Linked DNA regions of Mus musculus: regions 1, 3, 4, 5, 6 and 7 are each linked to region 2. Evidence: chromatin contacts called from public HiChIP or PLAC-seq and promoter capture Hi-C data. All regions are on one chromosome and are shown on one strand. The core of a region is the stretch at or near the end of the contact, and the rest is flanking DNA. Distances in the headings are between cores, read along the strand shown.

The links. Promoter capture Hi-C pulls out the DNA fragments that hold promoters and counts their contacts. HiChIP or PLAC-seq counts read pairs in DNA pulled down with a chosen protein or histone mark.
Region 1: a contact with region 2 is called in an H3K27ac HiChIP or PLAC-seq map of thymic regulatory T cells, with 6 times the contacts expected there. The contact joins the promoter of Smad3 here to the promoter of Parp16 in region 2. A contact is called at or near these places in 1 of 39 promoter capture datasets (liver) and 1 of 115 datasets of contacts at active chromatin or transcription factors (thymic regulatory T cells).
Region 3: a contact with region 2 is called in a promoter capture Hi-C map of pre-B cells. The contact joins the promoter of Smad6 here to the promoter of Parp16 in region 2. A contact is called at or near these places in 3 of 39 promoter capture datasets (cranial neural crest, liver and pre-B cells), 1 of 115 datasets of contacts at active chromatin or transcription factors (pancreatic cancer cells) and 1 of 9 other capture datasets (adipose tissue).
Region 4: a promoter capture Hi-C map of erythroid cells shows a contact between it and region 2, with 4 times the contacts expected there. The contact joins the promoter of Iqch here to the promoter of Parp16 in region 2. A contact is called at or near these places in 3 of 39 promoter capture datasets (erythroid cells, liver and pre-B cells) and 1 of 115 datasets of contacts at active chromatin or transcription factors (microglia).
Region 5: a promoter capture Hi-C map of erythroid cells shows a contact between it and region 2, with 5 times the contacts expected there. The contact joins the promoter of Rps27l here to the promoter of Parp16 in region 2. A contact is called at or near these places in 1 of 39 promoter capture datasets (erythroid cells) and 1 of 484 Hi-C or Micro-C datasets (B cells).
Region 6: a promoter capture Hi-C map of erythroid cells shows a contact between it and region 2, with 5 times the contacts expected there. The contact joins the promoter of Rab8b here to the promoter of Parp16 in region 2. A contact is called at or near these places in 2 of 39 promoter capture datasets (erythroid cells and pre-B cells).
Region 7: a promoter capture Hi-C map of pre-B cells shows a contact between it and region 2. The contact joins the promoter of Aph1b here to the promoter of Parp16 in region 2. A contact is called at or near these places in 3 of 39 promoter capture datasets (the HPC-7 cell line, liver and pre-B cells).

Annotation. Positions count from the first base shown.
Region 1 is chr9:63,756,657-63,759,797 of GRCm38.p6, forward strand. Smad3 (SMAD family member 3) reads right to left here and starts at 1,338. Exons shown (of 9, transcript NM_016769.4): 1 at 816-1,338. The coding sequence starts at 1,021.
Region 2 is chr9:65,213,151-65,216,480 of GRCm38.p6, forward strand. It overlaps Parp16 (poly (ADP-ribose) polymerase family, member 16), which reads left to right and starts at 1,540. Exons shown (of 7, transcript NM_177460.4): 1 at 1,540-1,713; 2 at 2,199-2,482. The coding sequence starts at 2,309.
Region 3 is chr9:64,020,211-64,023,326 of GRCm38.p6, forward strand. It overlaps Smad6 (SMAD family member 6), which reads right to left and starts at 1,849. Exons shown (of 4, transcript NM_008542.3): 1 at 1-1,849. The coding sequence starts at 814.
Region 4 is chr9:63,601,025-63,604,279 of GRCm38.p6, forward strand. Iqch (IQ motif containing H) reads right to left here and starts at 1,469. Exons shown (of 22, transcript NM_001311098.1): 1 at 1,343-1,469. The coding sequence starts at 1,393. Aagab (alpha- and gamma-adaptin binding protein) reads left to right here and starts at 1,622. Exons shown (of 10, transcript NM_025857.3): 1 at 1,622-1,747. The coding sequence starts at 1,675.
Region 5 is chr9:66,944,352-66,947,715 of GRCm38.p6, forward strand. It overlaps Rps27l (ribosomal protein S27-like), which reads left to right and starts at 1,735. Exons shown (of 4, transcript NM_026467.5): 1 at 1,735-1,829; 2 at 2,480-2,588; 3 at 3,236-3,346. The coding sequence starts at 1,824.
Region 6 is chr9:66,918,010-66,921,407 of GRCm38.p6, forward strand. It overlaps Rab8b (RAB8B, member RAS oncogene family), which reads right to left and starts at 1,696. Exons shown (of 8, transcript NM_173413.3): 1 at 1,501-1,696. The coding sequence starts at 1,624.
Region 7 is chr9:66,793,903-66,797,114 of GRCm38.p6, forward strand. It overlaps Aph1b (aph1 homolog B, gamma secretase subunit), which reads right to left and starts at 1,521. Exons shown (of 6, transcript NM_177583.4): 1 at 1,351-1,521; 2 at 168-338. The coding sequence starts at 1,463.

The sequences.
Region 1 (3,141 bases), core at 88-2,587, 1.5 Mb before region 2:
GGAGGTCAGGACAGATGGCAAAGCGCTTTGGGAAAATAGGCTCTACAGGAATGCAGGGCCGATGGGAGGCCAGCCCTGGGGTGTTTTGTTATCTGCCTGGAGCTGCCTGCTCCATTCTAGGCACCCGCATACTCTGGATTAAAAAGATCGCAAATCAGCAGGGGTGGGGTGGAAAGAGGGAAAGCCCCTACTTTCTGCCACTTGTTTCTCCCGCTTCAAAGTCGGTGCTCTGCTCTCCAACTAAGTGCGTGCGTGCATGCGTGCACAGGGGGCGGGAGGCTGGCACAACCAAATCTAAAAATACTCAGTAAAAATGCTAATCCCAAAGCAAAGAAAGAGCGAAGAAGGAATCTGTCAATCAACGGGCTCCCGCTCCTCACCCACAGCTGTACCGACTGCATTCCTGTAGACGAGGAAAAGAAGTGGGGGAACAGAGCTGAAGAAAAGAAAGGGACACACGCCACCACCTCCACGAGCGCGGGGCGGGAGGCGGCGGAGGAGGAGGGGCTCGGCCGGCAGAGCCGAACAAAGCGGGGCCTCCACTTGGAGCCCGAAGCCCCGAGAGTTGGGGGGCCAAGCTCAGAAACACCCCTGCTGCCCGGAAGCAGCTGGCGACCCTTGAGGTCTAGAAGCCAAAATGCTGCACGGAAGCCAGGTCTCTGAGGCTAGGCAAATCCGAAGGTTTTGTTTGGGGTCCCTCCACCCACTCCCCGTCCCCTACAGGCGCGCGCACACACGCGCACACGCCCTCCCTCTCCACCCGGGCCGCGCTAGGGGGCTGGGCCAGTGCGCCCCCAGCCGCTCTGGGACCCCACCTGGGGATGGTAATGCACTTGGTGTTCACGTTCTGCGTGGTGATGGCCTTCTCCAGCTCGTCCAACTGCCCCGTCTTCTTGAGCTTCTTCACCAAGCTCTTGACCGCCTTCTCGCACCACTTCTCCTCCTGCCCGTTCTGCTCGCCCTTCTTCCAACCCAGCAGGCGCTTCACGATCGGGGGGGTGAAGGGCAGGATGGACGACATGGCTGGCACCGAAGGGTCACCGGCGCCCCCGGCGGGGCTGGGCGCACTGGGGACGCCGGGGGCGCTCAGAGGCAGCTCGGCCCGCGCCTCGCCCGAACTTCGCTTTTAACTCTGGAGAACTTGCCCGGGCGTCCGGGCCAGGACTGCGGCGCTGCAGCTGCGGGGATCGGGAGCACGGCGGCGCCCGAGCTGCTCCACGCGGACCGACGGACTGACGGGCAGGCCCCGGACGCGCGGGGCGGAGGCGGCGGCCGCGAGACTCCAAGTGGCAGTAGAAAGTTTGGGTTTCCGCACGGGGTAGCTGTTTGGGTGCCGCCTCCGGGAAGGAAAGTCCAACCCCCAGCCAAACTTTGCTGGCCTGGATGGCTTTGGTGCGCAGATCCCTCCGCCTCTGCAGCGCTGCTCCTCCTCCTCCTCCTCCTCTGCGATCGCCGCCTTGCAGGGCCAGCCAGGGCCGAGCAGCCGCGCTACCCGCTCCTCTCCCGCCCGCTCCCAAGTCTACGTTTCACGCAGCTCCGCGTGCAGCCTCCTTCCCAGCGCAGTCGCCGCCCCCTCGCTGCCGGGGCTCCCCGCTCCTCCCCCGCGCCCTGCTCCGGGGAGGACCCGCGGCCTTCCCCGCCCAGCGCCGCCAAGCGCGCCCACGTGGGCCACCGGGTAGGGCGGCCGCCAGCTCTGCCAAGTGCCGAGGGACCGGACTCCTGGGGACTCGCCGCCCCACAGACTCTCAGATACCGTTGCAGGAACTAGAGAGGATTAGACTCACAGGGAACAGGCACTGTCCGTCAAGGGCTGGCTGCACTCCGGAGAGGACTCGGGCGCGGTGAGGGGTTCAGAAAAGCTCCGGGCCCAGGAAGTTGGGGCACGCTGATCTCGCTCAGTGGCCAGAGCTGCTTTAGGTGGTTTTTTGTTTTGTTTTTGTTTTCCTGCTGGGTGAGATCAGAACGGCCGACTGCCTGAGACTGCGGAGGAGGGAGTTGGAAAAGGGGAGAGGGAGACTTAAAAGGAGTTAAGAGACCTCAGTGACAACTTGAACAATAGCTGGAGCCAGGGGTCCCTTGGGCCCAGTGAACCAAGCTTTTTGCAGAAAACGGGCCTCAAAGACATCTGTTGCGTTCCTGAAGGAATGAATGGGGGTGCTTTAGGATTTTTCTTTGGAGGAGGGGAGAGAATTAACATTTCAGGGTGTTACTGAAGTTCCGAAATTCGACACCAAACAAGTAAGAGAGCTTTTGTTTACAAAGCAATGAACTCGCACACACAAAGAGCAAGCCGGAGAGGACTCGAGAAGTTTATTCAAAGTTAGCCTAGGTGGGAAGCCAAGAGAACCTGACTTTGAGTAGCCCTAGGGGCTTTACTGCAGACTAGACGAATTCAGGGCTGGTTGCCCACGGTCCCTCCACGGATTTGGGGCGTTACATTAGACCCTCTGCTCCTTTATCCTGTTTCAGCCTCCCTATCAGGCTAGCCCAGATGCTTAGAGTGTGCTTGGTTTTGCGCACGCGCGAACACACACACACCTATTTCTCTCCCGTGGTGAGAAACAAGTTATTTGCAAACCAAGATCCGGTGCGCTTTACGAAGCCCTATGAAGTGTGGCTCGTCCCACAGAGTCAGCCCTGAAGCTTCAGGGGCCCCCTGCTCTGTCCTCGAGGCTGCCCCACCACCAACCGCCAGCGGCAGCTTGTCAGGGGTTGTGGTTTCCCTCCTTCCACCTCCCTGGTAAGTCCTGAAAGGAAGACCCCTGAGGCTCAGTAGACCTCAGCAAGCCGGTTCCTGCAAACCAGTTAGATGGTGGCTGCAGCCTCCCTTCCACTTGCTGCTAGAGACTATAAGGAAGGAGGTCCTTTTTGTTTTGTTTCAAGACAGGGTTTCTCTGTGTAGCTCTGACTGTCCTAAAACTCGCTCTATAGACCAGAGCAAAGCTGGCCTCGAACAGAGATCTGCCTGCCTGTGCCTTACTTGGCATTAAAGGTGGGCAGTCTTCACTGCTGTGTTCAAACAGATACCAATCACTGCCGTTAAAAGCCTGAGAGGCACAGCACCAAGGGTCAGAGCCAGGATTTAAACCCAGGTTTTTGTTTGGTTTTGGTTCTTGCTACTGGCCCTAGAACTGTAAAGCT
Region 2 (3,330 bases), core at 290-2,789:
AATATTCTTTAAAAGTACATTTATTATACTTATGTGGCAGGAGAGGTGGTGAGAAGGTTTTCTCAGAGTGAGGGTCATGCGATATGCCTCAGACATGCAGCAGGTACCTTAGGGTTCCAGATGCTCCATGGGGCCCTAGGGGCCCCAGGACTTGGGGTGCTGGAGGGGTTTTATTTGAGGTCATAGGCTCTCAGACATTTTGGTGATTCCAAATCAGCCCAGGCCTTACAACAACCATTACCATTTGGACTCCTGGGGGTGGTTTGCATCATTGTTTGGCCTGGGAAGCTCTCTAGGGTCTGAGAATATAGTTCTGCCTGTCTTCCCTCCCGAAGTCTGAGGAGCACAGGGCCAGGTCCCATTCGGATGCCCAAGAAGGGGGTGATTTCTCAGAGAGCAGAGCCAGTGTGTGTGTATGTTTATTTATCTAATTAATGGTTGTTTTTGTTTTTGTTTTTGTAAAGTTTTGTTTTGGGGTTTGTTTTTGTTTTTTTTGAGACAGGGTTTCTCTGTGTAGCCCTTGCTGTCCTGGGATTTGATCTGTAGACCAGGCTGGACTTGAACTCAGAGATATGCCTGCCTTTGCTTCTGGTGTGCTGGGACTAAAGGCGTGAGCCACCACCTCTCAGCACGTGTGGGGTCTTTAAAGGGGACTTTTAGTCTAACAATTCAGCACTGGTCTTAGATTTCTATGTGACCAGAAGGCCAAGTGCTTTTTTTCTAGTGAGGTCTTGAAGAAGAAGAGGTAAAGGGAATCTGTTCTTACATTTTTTATTTTATTTTATTTATTTATTTTGGTTTTTCAAGACAGGGTTTCTCTGTATAGTCCTGGCTGTCCTGGAACTCACTTTGTAGACCAGGCTGGCCTCGAACTCAGAAATCCTCCTGCCTTTATTTTAATTTTTTAATGTATTTATTTTATGTATGTGAGTACACTGTAGCTGTACAGATGGTTGTGAGCCTTCATGTGGCTGTTGGGAATTGAATTTTTATTTAGGACCACTGCTTGCTCTGGTCAACCCTGCTCGCTCAGTCCCTGCTTGTTCCGGCCCAAAGATTTATTTATTATACATAAGTGCACTGTAGCTGTCTTCAAACGAATTAGAAGAGGGAGTCAGATCTCATTACCAGTGGTTGTGAACCACCATGTGGTTGCTGGGATTTGAACTCAGGACATTCAGAAGAGCAGTCAGTGCTCTTACCCGCTGAGCCATCTCACCAGCCCTACATTTATTTATTTTGTGTATACGTTCACATGTGGGCACACTTGAGCCTTGGTGCAGGTGTGGAAGTCATAGGACAAATTGCTAGAGTCACTTAGCTCCTAACATATGGGATCCTGGGATAGAACTCAGGTCGTGAGGACGGACAGCAAGTGCCTTTACTCGACCAGTTGCTGAGTCATCTTGGGGTCCGGTCTTTTCCCTTCGGCAGGGTTAGGTCATTGTTCTCCCAGTGCCTGTTTTCCCGACTTCCTGTTAGAGGCCTTCGAAGGAGGAGGATCCTGGGAAATCTGAGGTCAGACATTTGAGCAATTCAGAGAATTGCGGAGGCTGTAAGGTAGAGAGGAAGGTCTTTGGGTCGGCTACAGTGTCTTGAGAAAGTATTGTGTCACTCCGACCTTCAGTTTTCCCTGGGTATCAAGTGGCTTCTTGTGTGCAACGTGTCAGCTCCAGAGGAAACCGATTTATTCAACAGGTGGCAATTCCCAAGGTGAGCGAGGCTGGCTCAACCCGTGGAGCCAGGACAAAGACAATTCCCCGGGGCGGGTCCCGGGGCGGTTTCCACTTGGGGCGGTGGCGAGGATGACTAGCAGCCGCATTGGGCACCTTTGCCCAGCACCCGGGGCAGCTGGGATCCTCCGGGACCTGTGGGCGGGCGCGAGCTGAGCAAGGGCGCGGGAAGGGGCGGGCCTGGGCCGGGTGGGCGGAGCGGCGTGAGAGCGGCGGGCGGGGAGGTAGGCGGTGGCTGCTGGCAGTGTGGGGCGGCCAGGACTGATCGGCCGGGTCCCCGGGGTACTACCCACGCCGGGTGCAATAGCGACAACTCCATACCGGGGACTCCGGGACTGGCGGGACCCGAGAGGCGACTCTCCCAGATCCCGTGTTTCCCCGCACTGAGCGACCGTGCCCAGTGTCCTGCAGAGGACGCTCGCCGGCGCGTTCTCACCAATGTCAATTTGTCACCCCTTTGCCTAGCTCCACCCCCCGGGCTGGAAAACCTGGCAGCAGACGGTCTACGGTCCCCCGGGCCCAGGCCCCGCGCTGCCCCTCCTTGTCTCCTCCCGGCCACGCGCTACGAGCCCGGGATGCAGCTCTCCAACAGGGCAGCAGCCAGGGAGGCAGCGAGCCGCGACGTGCTGGCTGCGGACCTCCGCTGCAGCCTCTTCGCCTCGGCGCTGCAGAGCTACAAGCGGGACTCGGTGCTGCGGCCCTTCCCCGCCTCCTACGCCCGCCACGACTGTAAGGACTTCGAGGCCCTGGTGAGTCCGTCCTGATCCACCGTTGCTCGCTGCATCCTGGGCCAAGTGGCCCTGTGGAACGGCAGGCAGGAGCAGCTCCACCCGTGTTAGAAAACACGCCAATTCCCTGGACTTCCCACCCAGCCTGGCCTTGGGGAAGGTTCCCATCAGCAAGAACACTCCTAAACACCCTCGTGCAGACACACTGCCAGGTCATTCGGTGGCTGCTTCCTTTTGTCAGTGACTTAATCCCAGGAGTGATGGAATAGCTACATAGTCCTCCACAAAACGCTCTAGTGTGGCCCTAAAGGGGCGTTGATCTGAACCAGCTGTTCTGCCTAGATAAGAAGTTGTCCCTCCCTCTGCAACTAGTTAGACTTTGCCCTTCAGATGAAGTTACATATTAACAGTACTTATATAAACTGCCACGCAGTGCACATAGGCGTTGTTACTTTCTGATGATTTATAATTCGGAGTGCTGGGATGGATTACAGGTTTCAGCACTTCGCATGACCCATACATAAATCATATAATTTCTTTAAGAGTTAGGGTATTCCAGATGTCAGTTATCATTGTAATCCAAATATTTGGAATTATCTGGAAAGATATAGCTTGCCAAAATTGACTCAGTGAAGAAAATAGAAAGTCTCCAGTAGTGGTGGTGTACACCCACAATCTCAGCTCTCAGAAGGATGAGGCCGGAGCACAAATTTGAGGCTAGCCTGGGCTATAAAAAGAAACAAGCAAACAAACCTTTGCGCCTACCTGCGTCAGTGGCAAGTTCTATTTCAAATACAGGAGTAATACATGATTACAGTTTCATAGAAATTCTTCCAAAATACTGAAAATGTAGTTAGATATGGTGGTAG
Region 3 (3,116 bases), core at 599-3,098, 1.2 Mb before region 2:
CGCAGAGCCGGCTGAAGTGGTAGGGGTTGCAACACACCGTGGGCCCGTCGGCGGCGGCGGTAAAGCTGTGGCAGCCGCACAGGGGTTTCAGCTCCACTGCGTGCTGCAGGTCTGGCCAGCGGAAGAGGCGGCCGAGCAGCAGCTGCGGTGGCGCGGGCTGGCCGCCCAAGCGGAGGTCGGCGCGCGGCACCAGCACGCAGCCGCCCGGTACGCCGCCTCGGGACTCCACAGCCTCCAACAGCGTGTCCAGCGAACGCTCCTTGAGCCTCTTGAGCAGCGAGTACGTGACCGTCTTGAGCTCCTGCTCCAGAAGCAGCAGTCGCGAGCGGGCTTCGCGACTCCGAGGCCCGCCGCCCTCCTCCGGCTCCGGGGACTGTCTGGCTTGGGGATCGCCAGAGTCCCGGGGCGCGCCTGCTGCGTCCCGTTCGGAGAAGAGACAGCAGGTCACCGTCTCGCAGTCACTCTCAGGCAGCCAGCCTGGGCCTCCAGGCTCCGCCACATCCAGCGGGGAGCCCCCAGCCCCGGCCCCCGACTCCGACACGGGCCTCGGGAGGCCCCCTGTGCGCCGGCGCCTGCCCGCGATCGCGGCGCCTCGCGGTCCCACCGCGTCCCGGGGCCGCCGCGGGGCTACCGAGCGGACTTCGGAGCGGCTGCAGCCTCCGCCCTCTCGTGCCCGCGGGGCAGGCTCAGCTCGGCTGCCCAGGCTCCCATCCTCGTCGACACCACCGCCGCCGCCGCTGCCTTCCTCCCGATCAGGGACCACACGACTTCGCCAAAGTCGCCGCACCAGCCCCGAACGTTTAGACCTGAACATACGATACCCTTTGGCGCCTGGGGTGGTGGGAGGGGAGGCGGTCTCCGGTTACCGGGGGTCCGTTCCCTCAACGAGGCGCCGGCTGAGCGGGCCGCAGCCCCACATGAAGCTCTGCCGCGGGGCGCCGTGCAGACCGCGCACAGCCTGTCGTCGAAGGGGCACCGCAGGGCTGCAACATGAGGGAGCTCGCGCCGGGCCAAGCCGGGCCGGGCCGGGCCGGGAACACGCGCGTGTTGAGCCTCAGTCCGCGAGGGACCAGCGGGCTACATGGATCACGATGGGCCGGGACCGCTCAACTCCAGCTGCTTTGGAGCCTTAGGGAAGCCACCAGCGAAACGATGCTAGAGACACCCTGCATGGGCCGGCGAGCCTTCAAAAGTTGCGCGGCTGGTACACGAGCACAAAGCGCTTGCGTCGTGCCCCCAAATGTGTCTGCACAACTCTGCCTTCAAAAGCCAAGCTATGCTACATGGGCTTTCCCTGCAGGATCCGAAACTAAGGCTTGTGGATAACTCCCATATCCCTGCAACAAAATAAAAATAGAAATAAAAGCAAAGCAAGAAAAAGGTCCCAAACAAAACTCAAAATGCTTGGATTTTGCACGCACGAAAAGCAATTCCGTCTCAGGTCCCGGGCGCTCGGTGCACTTGGGGCAAGTCTCTCCTGAACGCGGGTGTCAACACATGAGTGGAAGCCGGAAAAAAAAAATCCCAAAGAGCTGCTAGGAATCCTTAATTAAAAATGCAATCCACCGAAGCAGAGGTCGCAGCCCGCCCCACGCTGCGCTGGGTCGCTTCGGGCGCCGCGGCTGCCGAGGTCGCCCCCCCCCCCCTTCACCAAAGTGCCTCCTGGTGGCCCCGCGGTCCCAGCGAGGTTTGGCGAGGCAGCGCCCGGCGGCTCTTTCTCTGGACTCAGCTCCCTCGCTCGTTCCCCCTCTCGGCGCTCTCTCTCTTTTTTGTTCTCCTCAAACGCACACTGAGGGCCCCCGGAGGAGCGCCGCGGAGTCATTGGCTGCCTCCCATCATATGCCAGTCTAGACACTTTGGCGGCTCCGCGGCGCTGATTGTTGCGCAAACAAGGTTTCAAGTTTCTTAACTCTTAAAGGAGAACACGTCCCATTGCTGAGCCCGAGGCTCCGAGGGGGCTGGTTCCCGGGGCGGGCCGAACGCGGGCCCCCGCCCCTCGCCCGCCCCAGCACCCCCGCCCCGAGGCTGACAGTGCCCGCGACTCACTCTCAAGCTCACGTCGTGCCTTGGGCACGGATACCAGCCGTCCCGCACACGCGCTAACAAACACTCACACCCTGATGCCCAGCTCTGCTGGGTGAACCCACCGCGACCCGGACTCCGAGGCGGCCCTTTGCCTCTCTCTGGCTTGTGCCCAAACTTGCAAACGCGCATAGCACTTTAGAGTCAGTCCAAACCCCCAGCCTCAGCGCGGGCTAATAAAAATGGGCGTGTGTGTGCGCCTTCCTGCCCTCCGTCTCTGGGGAGTTGGGGGGCGGCGGCGAAGTTGGGATAGCGGGTTTCTTCCGTGTCCTATGAAGGCTCCACGCACCCCCTGCCCAAAATTAGGGGTCTCTCCGCCTAGGCTACACTGGGGGGCGGGTGATCGAGGGAGCTCCAGGATAGCCCGAGGTGGGGACTTGGACAGGGTGGGGTAGAGGCAGGAGTGCTCTTGGATGGCTCCTCCTGGTCGCCCCGGCTCTCCCTCCTGGCGTCCTAGGCTCCTCTCAAGGCCAGGCGCTTTCTTCTCCCTTCGAGGATTTACCTTATGCCCCTTCGAGAGTGATAGAGGGGCGTGCTTTCCCCAGTTATGTTTCACTATAAAAACGGGGGCAAGTTGGGGACAGACTTGGGGACCCGGCATGGGAAGGGTTAAGGCCGCTCCTGCCCTGGAGCCGGCGCGGCGGGGTACCTCCTCGGGCGTGCTTGCTAGTCCGAGGGTGGCAAAAGTTCAAGCTTGTAAAGTCAGGATTGGCCCCGCGCGGAGGGGAAAAAAGGCCTGGTTCCCCCTCCCCCTCCCGGGCGTGGCGCCGATTGGCCCAGCCGCAGGGCCGGCCCCGCCCTCCCCTGGCGCGCCGCGGCCCCACCCCCGGCGCAGCACCACGCCCCTTTCCGGGCAGGAGCGGGGCCCCGAGCTCAATGAAAGAAATTCCGCTACTCTCATTGGCCTGGGGCTTGACGCCGCACCCCGCGGGAGGCGGAGTGGGGAGGATGGGGCGCGGACTTGTGATCCCCTTTAGGATACCTGTGCTCTGGACTGCTGTAGCGAAGGTGGTGTGCAAGTCCAGGAACGGGTC
Region 4 (3,255 bases), core at 219-2,718, 1.6 Mb before region 2:
AAGAAGCTCTTTGTTCTCTATAGCCAGCAAAAAGCCTTTTTGTTTCTATACTGTACAACCAGAGATGCCTGCCTTCCTGTGCCGAGGACACGGAGATAAAAATTCAGAAAGAACTCACTCCCCACACCTGCCTTGTAAATTTCACCAAGGACACCCAGAAGAGAAGAACTCTTCCCAGCTCTCCTCCCAACTCTTCCCAACACCTCTCCCAATTCCTCAGCTAGCTGTTAAAAGCCCCCTACTGTCACCACTCGGGTCGAACTCCCCTGCCCTGCACTGTGGAGGGACTTCGTCCTCAGCTAGCTGATAATAAAACCTCTTGCAGTTTGCATCAGGTGTGGTTTTCTCTCGAGATGTTGGGGTGTTGGCCAGCTCATCCCGGGACTTGAGCAGAGGCCCAGCATCGGGGGTCTTACAGAACTTCTTAAAGTGAGACCATCTTAAAGGGACCCATACCTAAACACGGAAAAAAACAAAACAAAACAAAGCAAAAAAAAAAAAAAAAAAACCAAACCAACCTAGCTGTTTCAGAAAAATTGTTCAACTGTCACAAACTGAATTACACTGGAGAAGTCAAGTCTTTGAGAGCTTTCTCCCTAGATTATAAATAAGATATTTCTCCAAGTTTTCATTTTTTATGTTGTTTTGTAATCCAGGTGATCTTAAAAATATGTTTGGTAACGCACACCTTTAATCCCAGCACTTGGGAGGTAAAGGCAGGCAGATTTCTGAGTTGGAGGCCAGCCTGGTCTACAGAGTGAGTTCCAGGACAGCCAGGGCTACACAGAGAAACTCTGTCTCGAAGAAAAAAAAATTTTAAAAAAAGCTTGGGTGTGTGTTCCCAAGCAAGCAGTGACTATTGTAGGTTAAGAAGCACGGGTCCCATAGCTCACGTTCTCTTCGAACTTCTCACCACCTCCTAATGATGAATCTGTTTCTCCTTCACATCCCCAAGCCATGGATGGACTTTAAACATTTCATAATTTATTTTTAAATGGTGCCTTGAGCACCCCAGCCTGCTAGTACAGATTGATAATCCCAGTTACTCAGGAGGCTGAGGCAGGAGGATCACAAGTTCCAGGCCTGCCTGGATTGTAGAGGGTGCTCCAAGACAGTCAATGACCATCTGGGCCCGAAGTATAAGGAAGACAGGTGATGCAGCCTAGCGGTAAAGCACTTGCTTGGCGCTAGCATGTCCTGTGTTCAACCCCCAGAGCATGATGCCCTAAAGTGTAGGCGTTTCCTGCTATAGGGCCGAGAGAATAAATGGTGGTGCTTGGGATCACAGGTTTCGGGGTTCGAGGGGAGGTCTGTGCGGCCGCCAGCCCGGCCTGTTTCCCACCTGGATTAGGATGGATCCAATGGGGTCGCTGTCCTCCTGGGCCTGCGCCATGACTAAGGAGGGCAGAAGACACTAGGCTCCGGAGGTATGGCCTCCTGCGGAGCGCTCCTAGATGGTGCGGGCACCCGTCACCATAGCAACGCGGCGCGCGCGACCGGCGCGCTCCACTGGAGGAGCGGGGAAGGGGGGTGTGAGGGCCAGCCGGAGCCTCGGCTGCCCAGCGCGCGGCCCCGCCCAGCGCGCGTGCCCGGATCATCTCCCCCGCGTGCCCGCTGCAGTGGTACGGCCCAAGGCGGAAGCAGCGCCGGCGCGGAACCCGCTCTGCCGCAGCGATGGCTGCCGGTGTACCCTGCGCGCTGGTTACCAGCTGCTCCGCCACCTTCACCGGGGACCGGCTGGTGCAACGTGAGTAACCCGACGTCTGAGCCGGGCTGCAAGGCCCAGTTCAGAGCCATGGGCGCAGGGCCGGCGACCTCTCCCGGGCTCTGCCCGAGCTGGGCCCTAGGCTCCGGCTCCTCCGCAGGTCTCGGCGCCAGGCGCTTAACCTTCTGCCTGTGTAAAGTGAGGCCGGTTTCTGACCTCCCGCCTCAGGGGTGGTGGCAAGCACCCCCTAAGATGATATTCAAGACCCCGGAAATTGTGCTCTTAGACGAATGTAAGGCGCTGGAGTTGCGGTGTTGTGTTTGGGGGTTATGCCCCTGCTGCTGGGGTAGTGGTTCCTCTTGTGAACTGAAGTGCTCAGCAAAAAAACAAAAAAACAAACAAACAAAAAATGCACGCGCGTTAGTGTTCTGCCAGGATGATGGACTGACCAGAACTCCTGTGATTGTGGAGAGCTGGAATTTTAATAACTGTAGCCAGATTCTCGTGGACTGTCTCTAGTCTCCTTCTTAGCCATTTGTTGCCCACTTCTGTGTCTGACCTAATATCCTCTGACTATCAGGTAAAGTCCTTTTGGGAATAAGCAAACAGACCCCCTAGCTTCCATCAACCCAAAGGCTAAGAATTTTATCAGTTGGTGTCTGAGGCCTACAGCAAGGGCTTCCACGATGTGCTGTAATCCACCAACCTGTTGTTCCCCTCAATGTATTTTTAGAACATCCTGATATGTAGCTTTGTTGTTCCTATAAGAACACCATGGAATTGTTATTGCCACGTTGGAACATTTGACTTGAGGCACCCCTGATTCCTGTTCCCTTTTCATGATCCCTCATATTTGGCTCCAGAATAAACGCTTACTCCCTTAGAGATGAGAGCTGTGGGCGTTCTTGATTCCCTCCCCTTGATTGTGTGTGTGTGTGTAATGTACATACATGCATACTTGTGTGTACATGATATTTGTTGGGTGCCCCCTCACTTGCAGTTACATTTCTTGAGTTCTTTCTGAGGTGAAAGTTCCCCGGAAAAAAATGAGTTTGAGGTGTTACTGCACCCAGTGCTTTTGCTTCTGGACCCTAAGGGCTATAAAATTCAGGGTTTTGTTTTTGTTTTTGTTTTGTTTTTTTTGCCTTTGTTGTGCATACGCGAATATACGTGTGTGTGTGTGTGTGTGTGTGTGTGTGTGTGTGTGTTTTCTGCTTTTTAGTCCCACTGCTCTGTGCATACTGAGCGTGGCACTCTACCTCAGAGATAAACCCCAGCCCCACCCCAAAATGAGCTCTGAAATGTAGGTCAGAGAGACTAGTGAGCTAGAGCTGAGGAGGCAGCTCACTGGCCAGGTCTATGGCTCTGACTGTGGGCAAGTCACTGAACCTCTGCCCTTCATCTTCCTATCTGTGGGCTGAGGATTATGTTTGGCCACAGGCCAGCACGTGGCAAGCATTGGATAAGTGGTTGGCCTTATTATAAAAGCGTATCACCTGTTTAACTCAGGCTTTGCTGAGCCTTAAAGGGGGCACATGAAGAGGTGTCCT
Region 5 (3,364 bases), core at 485-2,984, 1.7 Mb after region 2:
CTATATAGCAAGACCCTATCTCCAAAAATCAAAACCAAAACAAACACCGCCAACCCCCACCGCCATCCCCACCCCCACCCTATTATGGTGAAGAAACTTCATGGCCAAGGCAACTTCTAGATGGAAAGGTTTATTTAGGTTTATGGTTCCAGAACAGTAAGAATCCATCACCATCATAACACGGATGTGTGGCACCAGGTAGGCATGGCAACGGGAGCAGCAAGCTGAGAGTCACATTTTAAAGGACAAGCGTGAGGCAGAGAGCAAACTGGGAATGTAACTCTTTTAACACCTCAGAGCTGGCTTCTAGGGACATATTTTCTGCAATGAGGCCACACCTCCTAAGCCTCCTAAGCCTAAACCGCACCAACTGGGTCTCAAGTGTTCAAATGGCAGAGACTAGGGCAGGCATCTCATGCAGACTGCAGCCTTAACTGTACTCGTCAAGTAACCACAGACCATGGACATTGAGACATTGGAACTTCTAGGACCATTATTTTCCCCGTACACACATAATAATTTACATAGTTATCTATATCACCATATTTAGTATTGACTTACAGTTTATTCATTTTTGGTGTTCCAGAGATGGCCCCATATGGCTGAAGATGATCTTGAATTTCCAACCCTCCTGCCTAAACCCCAAGTGCTGGATTATAATAAGTGTGCCCCATACCCCTAGATGTATCCAGTGCTGGAAATCAAACTCGGGGTTTCTTACTTACTGGGTGAGCACTCCTCCATGAGGGAATGCGGTGTTTTAATTTTCTTCTGCTTTATGCAAATTGAGTATTATACATCTTTTTTTTTTCCCCAAATTGGTAGGACAGTCTTAGGGTCAAGCTTATAAATGGTGTATGTGTGTGTGTTTAAGCCAGGGGGTCAATATCAGGTTTCTTTCTTAGGTGCCACCTACCACGTTTTCTGAGACAGAGGCATATCAAACACAGCAGCAAATGGGATTTGTTTAAAAAACTATTTCAGAGCAAAGCAAACCGGAGGTGAAGCCTATCCGGTGCAGAACTTCAAGTCTCACTCCTTAGAAGGCACAGACACAAGACTAGAAGTTTGTTTCACAACCCGTCAGTGGGATCTTTCTAGTTAAAAATTATTTATTTAGTGGTGTTAGGGATTTAACCTAAGGCTTCATGAAGGCAAGGCAAGCATGCTATTAGCTGAGCTACACCTCCAACCCCAAAATCAGATTTTTAAATTTAATTATGAGTGTGTGTGTGCGCGCGCGCGCATAGGGAGTGCAGTGCCATAGAGATCAGAAAAGACCTGCAGATCTCCCTGGAGTTGAGTTTGAGGCAGTTTCGAACCGCCCAGCTCGGTTCTGAAAACCAAACCCAGATCGTCTGCGGGAGCAGTACACAGTCTTAACCAACACACACTCTTAAGCGCTGAGCCAGCCCCCTCCCAGGCTCGCCTATGGTGTTTGTAATACAGCGAAGAACAAAGATTATTGTTCCGTGTGTCCCCCTGTCCGCTGCCCCGCACAATGAACAGGGGAGACCAGGCTAGTTGCAGCCTCGGGTCTGGTTTCCCTCTAATGCCTAATGCCCGGGCCTCCGAAGCCCGGCCTGGGTGCAGGGCGGAGTCGGAGTTTAACGCAGAAGCCATTTAAATGTCCCTCATTGGACTTGGCCCGGCGGTCAGGGCGGGAGCCGTACCACTGAGACGGGAGCCTAGAGCGGTCGCCCCCGCCTCCACTCCTCTCCACTCCTCCCCGCCGCCTCTATCCCGGAAGTTGCTGAGGGGCGCTCGAAAGCGAGCAGTTCGTCTCGGCGACCTGGAGCGGCCGCGCTTGCGGAGCCGTCACCATGCCCGTAAGTTTTTGACTTTGGGCTCGGGCTTGCTTTCCTTCAGGCTTTCTGTTAGTCTGGCGCCTCGGCAGGCGGCTAAGCCCGCGGCGTCTCTTGCTCCTGCGGGCCGAGGCATGGCGGGCTTGTTGAGACTTGTCCGGGCGACACGGCGCGGCATGGCGTGGCGGGCCCTGTCCGGGCTCGCGTGAGTGGCCAGCCCGTGGGGTGCAGCTCCCAGCTCACCATGGGCTTCAGGGTCACTAACGGGCCTCGCAGCTTCCGACACGTTCACTCCACCCCGGGCGAGCATGCCGCAGCCCTGTGCTGGCCATTGGATGTGGAGCCCCGGGGCTGAGGTCATCCCGGCCTTGTTCTGATCTGCTGCGCTGCGGCTTCGGGGAGGCCCGAGCCAGACGCTGGTTTTTACTTAGCTTTGATGGCTACCCAGCCAAACGACAAAGGGGTTCTCTCTCCCATATGCTGCCCGAGCGCTGTAAAGTGCCAGGAAAGGACTGGCAACGTGTGGGTGAAAGTGGTCCTATCTTGAAAAGTTAGGGTCTTAAGTACCCCCTCTGCGGAGTGTGCCTGTTGCTCCTGCTTTGCGTTCCTCGTGTGATTCGGGCTGCCACCCGTGTACTGTGACTCCAGTAGTAACAATATGTTTCCTTCCACAGCTGGCTAGAGATCTGTTACACCCTTCCTTGGAGGAGGAGAAGAAAAAACATAAGAAGAAACGGCTGGTTCAGAGCCCAAATTCTTACTTCATGGATGTGAAATGTCCAGGTATAAAATTTCAAATTTCCCTGTCCTAAAGGACGTTTCAGGAAAGATTCACACTTTAATAAGTCAGGATCCACTGTTGACTAGAAATGACATTACAGAATTGTCATAAGGGTCATTTTAAAGAAACATACTCAAACCTTTGTAGAAACATATGGGAGCCAGGTAAAGGATACGTTGACTTAAGTCTTTAACTTAAGATGATCATTAAGATGATGAATTTTCTTTTTTGCAATGCAAATAAAATATATGTTGATTCTTCATTCTCAAACTGCTGTCTGATGTGTTTGCTATACCATATGTGTCTGTTTAGTACTTAACATGTGGAAATGGAAACAGAATTTAAGAGTAAAACACTACACTGAAGCTATAACTTGAAACAGATGACATGTCTGTTACATGCTGAAATGTTAACGGTTCTGGAATACTAAATTTAATGTTTCACCTTAAAAAAAACAAGTGACTTCTAGAATAATTATTGTTTACAGAATTTACAGGAAATTCTGTTAAACTTAAGTTCTGTTAAAACATCACTTAATATATAAATGACAAGTACTTTACATGCTATCAAGAAAAATGAAGAGCTGGGGCTGTGTTTTCATCTGCTTTTCAAGTTTTTAATGTATGGTTCCCCTTCCTTCCCTTTCTAGGTTGCTACAAGATTACTACAGTTTTCAGCCATGCACAGACTGTGGTTCTTTGTGTGGGTTGTTCAACTGTGTTGTGCCAGCCCACAGGAGGAAAAGCCAGGCTCACAGAAGGTATGGCTTTTTTTTTTT
Region 6 (3,398 bases), core at 446-2,945, 1.7 Mb after region 2:
GCTATGAACCAAACCTGGGTCCTCTGTAAGAGCAGCAAATCCTCCTAACCACCATAGCAACTTTCCAGCCCCTTTGACATACTTATTGTCAACACACTAGTTCCCCATTACTTGTGGATCACCTGGAAAGCCATTTGAAAAATGCTTTAAATAAGCTAGTATTAGAGGCCAGACAACCAAAAAGCTGATGAGTGAGTGGGCCACTGGACTGCAGCTATTTAACAAAGGAAATAATGTTAAGGTCATCCTACTGAAGGTTTAAAAGCAGTTTTGATGTGTTCTTCAGTTTACAACTTAAAGATCCTGTTTACCTGCACACAATGTCTTTTACTGAAGATACAAGAGCAGCTCCCAGTGAAGAGTGAGAAATTTTTTTCTTGAGTCAATTAGAAGTAATTGGGAAATATACAGTATGTTATGATTCACCTACAAAGTAATTAGAATCAAAGGAAACTACACAGGGAGGCAGGCGGAATGTACAGTCAATCACTTGGCTTGGATGTTACCAACTACACGAGCTCAAGAATTTACAAAGTTGAGAAACTTACTGCTGCTTCCCAAGACACGGAATAAGGCGGTGAACAATAAATTTCTTCTAACCACATCATCTCCCAAAGTCCCCAGCCCCTTTAATTCCTATAAACACTCAAAAGATTTTTAACACCCCGTAGACATTACTCCATCATTAGTCACTTTTTAAATCTCGATTCAAAGATGTCAAGAGAAAATGGAAACCAGCGTTCCCAGTTACTAGGGAAAGTCCTGAGCCCCGCGTTTTCCATTTCCTCTCTGATCTCTCAACCCCTGCACTGCATCCCCTGCTTCCCCTTCTCCTTTCTAGTTAACACTCAGCTCGCCTTCACTTTCTCCACCAAGTAGCCTCAAGTCGCCCTCGGGTCCTCCTGAGTCCTTCTCCCACCTACAATCTTCTGCATTTTCTCTTGGCATCTCTGTTCACACCTTTAGAGTCAATGTCGTTTTATCGCTTGCCTCCTGATCATTCAGTCAGTCATTCCCCTCAATTCCCTGTTGACCGCCTCCTAGTCTCACTTCTCTTGTCCCTGGTGTCCTCTGCCCCTTTACTTCATTTGAAGCCCCTCTTTGAGTCCTCAAACCTTCATTTCCCTCTTCACATTTCCTTCCTCTTTCCTGTCTTTCTAACCCACGTTCGTATTCACTCTCCCTCCCCTCCTTCTCTTTCCGTACGATTTCCTGTGTTCCCCCGACTCCGTCCCTCTGGGACGCCGCTGCCGCCGCCGCCCCGGAGCCCCCTCGTGTCCCCAACACCCCTGGTTTCCGATTGCTCCGGTTCCCTTTCGTCCGTCCGCAGTTCCGCATCCCCATCCGTCCCTTTCAGCCTCTCCGGCTCTCACTGCCCTCTCCGCGGCCCTTCGGGGTCCCCTTCTCCGGTCGCCAAGCCCTCGCGTGCCCTCTCCCAGGCCCCCAGGCACCCGCCCCCCTCGTCTCAGCTCCCGTCCCGGGCCGCGGCCGCTCCCTCACCGATGGTGGAGATAAAGGTGGTGTTGAAGGCGTCCTCTGAGAAGCGGAACAGGAGGCAGGTCTTGCCAACGCCGGAGTCGCCGATGAGCAGCAGCTTGAACAGATAATCGTACGTCTTCGCCATCTTCTCACTCCGGCCCTCTCTGACCGCCAAGAGCAAGGAGGCGGTGGAAAGCAGCGCGGAGGGGGGGCCTCTGGCGAGGGGGCGTGTCTGCCAAGCCACCCGCGCCCCGCCCCGCCTCTCGCCCCACCCTCTTGAGGCGACAGGCTCGCTCCTCCCCGTCCCAGCCAATCTGCCCGCGCCTTGTCATCACCCTCCGCCCCGCGAGGCTTTATGGGATTTGTAGTACTCTGGGAGAGCCGCGGGCGTGCCTCGCCCAAACTGTCCGAACAACCTCCCTGGATAACAAATCTGAGTGATGTAGGGTGGTGTGTTAAGACTTTCCATCCTTACAGGGAAAAGACGCTTCGTTTCAAACTCCTCTTCTTTTGCCAAGGGAACTTGACTTTGTTGTTTCTTTGTTTATGGGCATCTTTCAAATCCAAGACCTCGGAATCTAAGTCCTGCAGTTCGCTCATCTACTTGCCTGAACCCGGAGCTCGGCAAGCTTTCTTTGGAGATGCAAAGGTTCACGAAGTCTGTGAATTAGCTGCAGAGTATTACCCAGCCTCTCCCGTTCCCGCCCATTTCCTAGGCCCCCTTCCACAGCCCTTCAATTATAGAGCTCAAGGAGTGATGTTAGCGGGCTAATTTCATTCCCACTTGTGCCTTCTGAACTACAGGCCACAGCCAAATGCGATGATCATTTTAGAGGCTCTGCTTCATAGATACCGCCTCGCGCACCGCGGGAGGATGAATTCTTGAGAAAGAAAGAAAGAAAGAGAGAGAGAGAGAGAGAGAGAGGGAGGGAGGGAGGGAGGGAGGGAGGGAGGGAGGGAGGGAGAGAGAGAGAGAGAGAGAGAGAGAGAGAGAGAGAGAGAGAGAGAAAGAAAGAAAGAAAGAGAGGAGAGGGGAGAGAGGGGAGAGAGGGAGAAGAGAAGAGAAGAGAAGAGAAGATAAGATAAGAGAAGAGAAGAGAAGAGAAGAGAAGAGAAGAGAAGAGAAGAGAAGAAAGATGTGGGAAGGCTTGTGCTACGAACAGCTTATAAAATAGCGCCACCTGAGACAGGTGACGGGAACTTTGGCCATAGAAGATGTAGAGATTTAGATTTGGATTTAGTCTTTGCTAAGCCACTTCACAGCTGTGTGAAGTCTCACAGGCTTGACACGTCTCAGTTTTCTCATCTGTAAAGACGAATGAAAAACAAACTACTTCATAGGTTGTAGTGAAAATTAAATACTGAGTGTGAAAGCACTTTGAAACTTGGTAAGGTGCTGTGAAGTGTAGGTGTTAGTTGCGTTTAAATTTATCACTCCTCAGGAGGCTTTCAATTAATGGGTGGCAAAAGGAAGGGAGGAAATAGCACTTTGATGTATTCAATTCAAGCCTTCATTATTTATTACCCTAGACTAATTCTTTATTGTTCAGTGCTCTTTTATCTGCAAGTGGCAGAAACCCAGCCAGATCAAGCCCCTGTGAGACAAGGGTTTACTATCCAGATCATGAGGAAGGAGTGGCTAAGGGGGACCAGGAGCTTTATCTTGTCAGAAGTCTCTGTCTCATCTCTGCTTCTTTTTCAGTTTTAATTTAAAATATGTTAAATACCAACTGTCCTAACATACACACACACCAACAAAAATTCTTTTGGATGCCTCCATTTTTAAGAGTATTAAAGGGGCCCTGCCTGACAACAAACTATCTAAAACCCTCTAGGACAAAACTTACCTTAGAGACAAGGAAATACCTTCTAGCAGAGGTTGTTACAGGAAGCAGTGGAGTTAATCATTAGAATAATAA
Region 7 (3,212 bases), core at 271-2,770, 1.6 Mb after region 2:
GAAGAAACACTTTTGGGAAGAATGAAGAGAGAAAGATAAGGAGGAGCAGGAGGGCAGGCAAACCGGATTGTAAATTTAAATATTCAATATTTTCAGGCTAAAATTGTAGCAATCACTAAATCGTAATTCAAGTCTAACTGGGAAAATAAAACAAACACTTAACTTACTTTAACAGCTTATAATATGCGAGCCTGAACAGCTCTTGGATACAGACAGAGAGCAACACTCCGAAGATGAGCAGGTAATTCTGTACTGGTCCATCTCTGTTGTCAGTAATGACTCTCACTAGGAACCAAAAAACGGATGACAGCAGGAGAGACACCAACCAGAAGAAAGCACTGGAACGTAGAAGGAAAAAAAAAATCACAAGTTAACAGAAGCACAGGCTTAATAATGACTTTAAATCAAACCTGCTTGAGCTACAAATCATTTTTAGTAAACAATCCTCACAAAGTGATGTTTTAGATCAGAATTTTTTTTTTCTCCTAGTGAGACAAATAGTCCAAGAGGAACGTCAGATGTGCTTAACAAGAACGATTCAGTGACCCTGTCGCGTGCACGCTAGGGCACTATCTGTCAAGGACTAAGAGGCACTTGGTTGCTGACTATTTTTCCTAAGAGATGCTTTGTGTGCTATAGAAATATACAACCAGTGACAGTTGCAAATTTCATATCCTCAAAATTCACCAGAAAATATAAGTTTAATGGTTAGATATTGTCAAGTGTCTTTTTCTAAAAGAAAATGAATACCTAACGCCTGCATTAATATAATGGAAAGTTCAGAAGCTGCAAACTTCGGGCAGGTGCAGCGAGACCAAGACCACGTTCACCAGCAGAGTTCCGGTATTTACCAAGCTCCCAGGAGGACATGCCGCCTGGTCAGTTGTTACTGTGTTTTCTCGAACTTTCCTCCTTGACTGCACCCAAACCATTACCCAGGAGTCTACAAAGAAAATCTGAGCCTGAATAGTCTGCACAGACATTCTGAGTCCGAGGATTGATGTGAGGGTGGGGGGCAGGGAATAAACATCTGATCTCCAGGTGACTTTAATGGCAGAGAGTAGTGATAACGACTCTTCGATGCTGCTCAGCACTGAGGGAAATGAGAGATTCCTACAGAAAGACAAAGGCTTCATGCAGGAATCTATCTGCTTGTTCCCACACTCAGCCAACAGAAGCCAAGGGGCGCCTGCTTAGCCTACGGGCCTGCTCTTCTCAGACCCTCCCAGGAACAGTTCCAGCCCTGGACCGCACCACAAGCTGGAGCCCCTGGGAGATGGGGATCCCGGGGTCGTGGGAACCCAGGAGAGGGAGGGAACCCGCGGCGTCCGGGACACAGCGCAGCCTCACCCGGCGATGAGGAAGATGACTCGCAAAGGGTCGGTGGCGATGGTGAAGACATAAAGAGCGAGCGCGGGCCCGAAGGCGATGAAGGCGCAACCAAAGAACACCGCAGCCGTCATGACGACCTCGGGAGCCAGTCGCGGGGGCCCGAGGGCCCTGCAGTGCCCAATGGACAGCGGGTCCTGGATACGGGGCGGGGCTGGGTGGCGAGGCTCCGGTGCTCCGTCAGAGCAGTGGACGAGGCGGAGCCCGTGAGGCGGGGTCTGGAGATGCCGAGGGCGGGACGGGGCTCGAGAGGCGGAGCCTTCGGTGCCCTAGTCAAAGAGGCAACAGGAGGGAGCTTCGGGAGGCCAGGCCTGGAAGAGTTCCATAGCCTATCAGAGTGGACGGCAGAGCGAGGGTTGGCATGCAGGACCTCGAGGTCCTCTAGTCACACGGGACAAGGCAGGGTTCGGGAGTTGGGGCCTGAGCTGCTCCTTGGCCTGTAAAAGCGGGTTGCTGGGCGGAGCTCGGCAGGGGACTCGAGGTGCTCCGAGGGCAGAGGAGGGGCGTGGCTTCGGAGCACAGATCCTGTCAGAACAGGGAACGGAGGTCGGAAGGCGGAGAGCCTGGAGGAGTCCCACGCCCAGTCAAACCGGAGCCAGGTCGGAGCCTGGGAGGCGGGGCTTTGAGTCGCTCCCAGACCTGTCAGCGCCTGCAGAGCGAGCTCAGAGCGCCGCCCTACTCCAGCCAGAGCAAGCTCAGAGTGCCGCCCTACTCCAGCCAAAGCGAGCCGAAGTTCTGGAGACCTGGTAATGTAGTGGGCGGGGCTCCGAGGTGTTATAAGTGTAGTCAGAGTCAGCCGCTCCAGACATTAGGCCTAGGGTTTGTCCCTGCTCAGTTACTGATGGAGTTTTGTTCATCACCTTGAGCCCCACTGTTCCTAGGCTTAGCTTTTATACCTGGATTACATGCTGATGGAGAAAGAATATAGAGGTGAAAGCTGTAATACTTGACATATATATTACAAAACCTGATGCATAGAGAAATGCCAGAATCCATGTAAAAAACACATAGAATTCTTCCCACCCAGAGAGCAGCCTTTCCCGGTCACATATCAGTAGGGCTATGAAGGGTTATGCCAGATGAAGAGGTTTCTGGTCATCACAAACCAGAGAAAATTCCAGAGCAACCAGCAGAATCTTCATCTTCCTAGTTCTTGTCTTCCCTCATCTCCAGAAGTTAGAAGTGGGTCAGTTGTTAGAAATAAACTGACTTGACTTCACTCTTTAATTAGGTTCACTCTAATAAGGTTCTTTTAGCCCGATGAGTGGAAAACTAATTATTGTTCTTTAAGAGACCTTGGTGAAATGTTTACGGTCCTAGGTGTTAGGGATAGTGTGTTTGATCTTGTGTCATTTATGAGTGGGTTTGCTTTTAAATGAAGCTTAGGTTGAACTGGATGAACCTAGTACATAGACGGGCAGAGTCCACATGCAGCATTGCTAGGACAACAACATTTTTCTATTCTCCTATGCCTTGTTCCTATCTACTTATTAACACCAAGTATGCTGAAGTTACTTTTATTAATATAATATTTTCAATAATTTGAACATATATACAATGTATTTTGGTCATATTTATCCTCTTTCCAGATTCACCTCCATCCCCTACCTGCTCCCAACTTCATGTGTTCTTTTTTTTCTCTTAAATTACACACTGAGTCTGAGTCTAATTTGTATTGCTCATGTACGTCTGGCTGTAGGGACATCCATTAGAGTGTGGTCTACCTCCCAGAAGCCATGCCCTCGAGGAAAGCTGACTCTCTCTGAAAAGCCAAGCTGTCAATCGCTTCCCAGTCAGTGTTTGCATCTTATGAACTTCTTCCT